Linked DNA regions of Sus scrofa: region 1 is linked to region 2. A link is a contact called in public promoter capture Hi-C data. All regions are on one chromosome and are shown on one strand. Each heading gives the region's core, a stretch centred on a gene start, on an enhancer-like site or on the middle of the called end of the contact. The rest is flanking DNA. Distances are from core to core; before and after follow the strand shown. Region 1 holds the start of LTBP4 (latent-transforming growth factor beta-binding protein 4). Region 2 holds the start of MAP3K10 (mitogen-activated protein kinase kinase kinase 10).

The links. Promoter capture Hi-C pulls out the DNA fragments that hold promoters and counts their contacts.
Region 1: a promoter capture Hi-C map of liver shows a contact between it and region 2, with 4 times the contacts expected there. The contact joins the promoter of LTBP4 here to the promoter of MAP3K10 in region 2. A contact is called at or near these places in 1 of 5 promoter capture datasets (liver) and 1 of 2 datasets of contacts at active chromatin or transcription factors (alveolar macrophages).

The regions. Positions count from the first base shown.
Region 1 is chr6:48,829,734-48,832,576 of Sscrofa11.1, reverse strand. It overlaps LTBP4 (latent-transforming growth factor beta-binding protein 4), which reads right to left and starts at 1,559. Exons shown (of 34, transcript XM_021094399.1): 1 at 1,354-1,559. The coding sequence starts at 1,496.
Region 2 is chr6:48,525,178-48,528,125 of Sscrofa11.1, reverse strand. It overlaps MAP3K10 (mitogen-activated protein kinase kinase kinase 10), which reads right to left and starts at 1,507. Exons shown (of 10, transcript XM_021094377.1): 1 at 244-1,507. The coding sequence starts at 925. The region is part of intron 6 of LOC100522141 (cyclin N-terminal domain-containing protein 2); the gene reads left to right.

The DNA of each region.
Region 1 (2,843 bases), core at 310-2,809, 300 kb before region 2:
CTCCACAGGCCTCAAAGGTTGGGGAGGGCGTCCTCCTTTGACTGTGGGTCCTGAGGAGGGTGCTGAGGTGGAGGGGCATACAGGAGCCACAGTCCAGCAGTGGGAATCCCAAGGCCTGAGTTCTAGCCTGTTCCTGCCCTTCCACGCCGTGGGTCCCGGAGCCAGCGTCTCCTGGTCTTTGGGCCTCCGTTTCCCGCCTGACCAGGAGGGAGTAGTTCTTGGAGAAATCTTCGCGCCCAGAGGGTCTCAGATTCTGGCTGGCGGAGCCCTCAGCTCCGGCGCAAGTGCGTCGCAACCAAGGGGCCCCCCAGACAAATCCATTATTCTGAGGCTAAGGGGGACCTGGGACGAGGGCGCGCGCTCAGGCCGGGAGAAAGGGTCATGGGGGGATGCTGCTAAGGGGACGTCGGGCGTATGGACACTTTTCAGACCGGTGGGGCCCAGTAAGGGAGGAGGCTGCCCGGTTAGGAGCCTTCGGGACCCCGATCCTGCCGTCATCCCTCCCGCCTTTTCTCCGCGTTAACCCCTTCCCAGCCCCGCCCCCGGCGCGGCTCGGATTACTAAACGCATTCGCAGAGACCGAGGCGGGAGCGGAGCCCGGGGCCTTTGTAGCGGAGCGCTGGGCCGCAGGGCGGGGGGTGGGAGTACTGGGCAGACTGTTTCCTTCGATCTCGTCACCCGTAGACAGGAAGAGTGACTATAACCCCAAATCTATAGGAAATGCTGGATCTCTTGCCGCGAAATCACTGGTACCTCATTGAAGCCTGGAATCCTCTAATTCTAGGAAACTAGAGCATCCTGAACTCTCATGAAATCTGAAGGCCCCCCACCTCCACACAATTTTCCACAAGCCGCTCCACCATCCACTCAAAACTCCATGTCTTCCTAACACATTAGGAAAAGGTCACTTTTAATTAATTCAGCGGTTCCTCAACCCTAGAAAACGAGGACATCTCACGTCCCCCATAAAGGCTCTTAATAACTTCCCATACTCTTCCTCTTTAGGCATCCAAGAAGCTTGGGGGACCCTCTTCCAGCTCGGTCCCCCATCCATCATCTTAGAAGGCAAAGCCCCATCCCCAAATAAACTGTGACCTTCCTCCGAATAAACTCTAGAATTCCCTGGAGCCGTATCTGTCTCTACCGCACGGGAGGAGAATCCCTCCGCTTGAAATCTCAGAACACCTCAGATTCTAACCTCTGCGAAATAGAGGGCCCCAATAAATCCAAGGGCTCTGGTTCTTCATCCCTATCCCGACGCAGCGGCAAAATCCGAAAGTCCTGGTCTTCTTGGGCTGCCAGACTTATTGAGTGGAAGGGGCACAAGGAAGAGGGGGCCGAAGCAGGGCTTACCCGGCCGGGCGGCCCGGGATCACCGCAACCTCGACGGCCTGGCTGGGGCGGGCGGCGGAGGCGGCGGTGGCGGCGGCTGCAAGGAGCGGCAGCAGGAGCACCAGCAGGAGGGGGCGGCGGCCGCTGGGTCCAGGCAGCCGCATCGTGTCCGGCGTGGAGTCTCGCTCCAGGCGGCCCGTCTGTCCAGCGGGTCCGGCTTGGCGCGGCCCCGCCTTCCGCCCCCGCCGGAGGCCGACTCATTTTCTCCACTGTCCCAGTCGCGGGCTGTGAACTTCCCGCCAATCAGAGCCCCGCGCCGCCAGGGGGCGCTGCCCGCGCTACCAATCGGGAGGCGACAGGGGAGGGGCTAAAGGTACAGGTGCCGGGCATAGGGCGCTGGGGCCTGGACTTCTCAGTGCTGTGGGGGGTACTGGCTCAGTGAACCCTCTGGCAAAGAAGAGGCCCCAAACGTAAAGGTTTTGGGACCCCTCCCACTCGATGCGTAGGCGGCGGCCAGGTTCCCCTAAACCAGACTCCTACTCAAAGACCTCATCCGTTGGCTGACAGTCCTGGGAGCAGTCCATCCGAATTTGCTCCCAGACTGACTTAGATGCTGAAAGATCCAACGGACGCTACACTGAGCCCCAGGTCTGGCCCCTCTGAGTCCCAGGCCCACTCTGGATCTTCCCGAAGGATCTGCTCTTTCTCAAGGCCCCGTGTTTCAGGGGTTCCAGGCTCAACAAATAGCTTCCTCGGGAAGCTGTAGGTTCTGCCCTTCAGAGGACCCAGGCTTCCCCTGACCCACAGACTCTGCTCCCAGAGGCCTCCGGCTCTGCCCTCCTATTGCATCCCTCTCCACCACCACTCTTAGAGGCTATCACACCTTCTTCCCTGTCTGAATCGTTAAAGGCTCCTAAGGGCACCCCCTCCTACTTCCAGACTTGCAGAATTTCTCCTTAGAGAATTCCAGTCGCCTCCATTCCTAGTGAACTCTGCCATTAGGAGCCCCAAGCCACAAAGGGCCTTGGTCCCCACCTGCACCCATTTTCGTAGGTTCCAGGATCCAAGCCCCTCCCAACTCAAGAGGGTCTCAAACCCAGCCCCTTCCTTTCACTATGTATTAAAGGCCCCGTCTTCTCTCCATGGAATTACAAACCCCCACCTCTCTCCCAAGGGCGCTGCCCCTAGAGCTTCAGAGGCTGCTCCCTAGGTGCCCTCTTCCGCTCTTGAGTTTTAGGCCACAACATTTCCCACAGAGAATTGGGCCAAGGCCCCACATTTAGGATCCCAAACCCTACTCTTTTCATGTTTGTCCCCCTGCAGAGGTTCCAAACGTCATCTCTCACAGCCGTTTTATTCTCAAGCTTTCCCATTCTGTGACTGTGAGCCCTGCCACCAGAGGATCCCAGGCTCCACCCACAGAGGGTATTAGGCCACCAGCCCAGACCGTACAGCTGACCACAGACTAAGGACAGCAATCAATTCAGCTTTGCCCTCACCCCCAACTCCTG
Region 2 (2,948 bases), core at 258-2,757:
CTATCATGGTGTTCAGGGATATGTATCTATTGAGCTACTGTGATCATAGCCTAGAAAGCAGGTATTCCTTCCACCTTTCCGGGCCTTCTTTTCCTCCCCTAATGGAACAAGGACTGCCTCACCTGGCCCTGAAGGTAGACTGCTGCCCCAGGCAATGTCTTCTGGTGTCCCCATTTCCCACCACCTAGGTTTGGCCTCACAAAGTTCTATAGAAGCAAGTTTTGGGGGGAGGGCGCCACTTACTGTTGATGGACTTGAGGTCCCGGTGGATGATGGGCACGGGGGCATCATTGTGTAGGTAGTTCATGCCCCGGGCCACCTGCACGGCCCAGTTGACCAGCACGTGAGGGGGCACGCGGCGCCCTGCCAGCACCCTGCTCAGTGCACCCCCCCTGGCATACTCCATCACCAGGCAGAGGTGTGGGGGGCTGAGGCAGGCGCCCCTGAGGGCAATGATGTTGGGGTGCTGCAGGGCTCCGAAGAGCCGGGCCTCCTGGCGCACCTGCTCTGCTGTCACTGCCGGGTCCCGTTCAGGGTCCAGCCGGGCGGCCTTGACCGCCACCTCCTCGCCACGCCACAGGGCCCGATAGACCTTGCCAAAGCCCCCTACACCGATGATCTCTTCTAGCTGCAGCTCGTGGAAGGGGATCTCCTGGGGCAGCCGGAGGCCCGCGGGCGCGGCGGGGGTGCCGGGGGCCACGTAATTGCTGGGGAAGACGCCCACACGGCCGCTGGGTAGCTGCCCGGTCCACCAGCCCTCGTCGCCAGACACGGCACAGTCCTGGGAAAGCACCTGGACGCGGTCACCCCTCCGCAGGGTCAGCTCCTCGTCGCCCGCCGCTTCGTAGTCGAACACTGCGGTCCAGACAGGCCCCGCGGGGGTCGTGCCCCACTCCTTGGCCGCCCCCCCTTCCTCCTCCTCCATGGGGGAGGGGCCGGGGGCTGCGGGAGGCCGCTTCACACAGGCTGCCCGCCAGACGCAGAGAGCCGGCCCCGGCGGCCAGTCCCTGCGGGGTCTAGGGGGCTCCTGGGGGCCATGGCTGGGGGACCCTCCGCAGGAGCAAGGAAAAGCCTCTTTAAAAGGGCAGGGTCGTCCCCCTCCCGATTCAGTTGTCCAGGCAGGGTAGGGTGGGGAAAGGCGGCGGGTTCACCTGTGCCCCCTAAATGTCAGGGCGCTAAGAAGGCCTGGCCGCACGGCTGCCGAATTCCTGCCGGGGCCCGCCGGTGGGGGACGAGGGTGAGGGAAGCAGGCAGCCCCCTTCCCCGCGCCTCTCACCCCGCGCAGCTCCACCGGCGGCCCCCGGCTCCGCATCCCGGGCCACGACCGCCGGGCGGGGCGGGGCCGGTGGGGCTCCGGGGGCGCCCGCCCCAGGACAGGGTGGCGCGCCCCTCGGCCTCCTCACGCACGGGGCAGCCTGGCGGCCACCATCCTCAGCACCGGCCTCCGGGTCGGCCCCAGCCCCTGCCCCCGCCCGCGCCACTTCCCGGGGCCGCCGGCGGTGCCTGAGTGACGTGCTCGCTCCGCCGCGCCGCGGTGCCGCCTGGGAGTTGTAGTCTCCGGCAGCACGGCCCCGCGGTCCGTTCCCAGTCCCCGAGTCCCCAGAGCCCCGGTGCCGGCCTCCGGCCGAAATGGGGACAGCGCGGGGCCGAAGGAATCCTCCCGGGGAGATCAGCCTGGCCTCGGACCCTCCCTGGGACGCAGTGGACGCAACGCCTGGAGGAGGAGAGGAGAGGGCCGAGCTCTCCTCACAGACCCTGAGGGGCTGTGGCCCAAAGGTGGGGTTGGCGGTGACTGACGCGCTTCGCAAAGCGAAAAGTAGGAGCTGCGTGAATGGTGGTTACTGCCCCGAGTTTCTAACACGGCCAGGACGCGGTCCCTGCGGCTGGACTGCCCCTTGGGGTCGCGACCCGAGGTGCACGCCGGGAAGTGTAGTTTGTTCTGGGACCCGCGCTGCGGGGAGACAGCACCCCAAAAGAGAGCCAGTTGGTGGTTCCAGCAAGCTAGGGGGTCGGGCTGATGGTGCAGCCTCTGTGGGGAAGAAGGGGGTGGGAGGATGTGCGTAGTGTCCCTGGGTAAATCACAGCCACGTCTGTTTTCCCCACCAGCTTTGGGTTTCCTCTACCCCCGCAGTCTTAACTCTGAGAATCCCCCGCCTTCGAAAACGAGAACTTCACTTTAATGGGGCTTAAAGTGCATCTTATGCTAAGTGTTTTGCGTAATAGTGTCATTAAATTCTCGCAAAGCGCCCATTTTACAGATGAAGCATGGAGAAATAAACTTGCTCGTCCAAGGTCACAGCTATAAATGGCAGAGCAAGAATCAAAAGCAGGTTTTTGTTTTATTTTATTTTAATTTTAGGGCCGCACCTCTGGCATATGGAGGTTCCCAGGCTAGGGGTCGAATTTGGCACCGCAGCTGCTCGCCTACACCACAGCAACGTCAGATCCAAGACACGTCTGGGACGGCAACTCAGGATATTTAACCCACTGAAGGAGGCCGGGGATTGAACCCACGTCCTCATGGATACTACTAGTCCCATTTGCTACTGCTGAACCATGACGGAAACTCCCAAAGGCAGATTTTAAAATTAAAACCAAACCATCACCACGACAACCAAACACTTTGCCTTCCGGGAGTTCCTGTGATGGCTCAGCGGTTAACGAATCCGACCAGCATCCATGAGAACAGGGGTTCGATCCCTGGCCTCGCTTAGCAGGTTAAGGATCCGGCGTTGCCATGAGCTGTGGTGTAGGTCACAGACGCGGGTCGGATCCCCCCTTGCTGTGGCTCTGGCATAGGCCGACGGCTGCAGTTCTGATTGGATCCCTAGCCTGGGAACCTCCATATGCACACACCTAAAAAGACAAACAAAAAACAAACAAACAAACCAAAAAACCCCATTGCCTTCCCATTTAAAAAGTGAAGAAACAGTGCTGCAGAGGTTGAG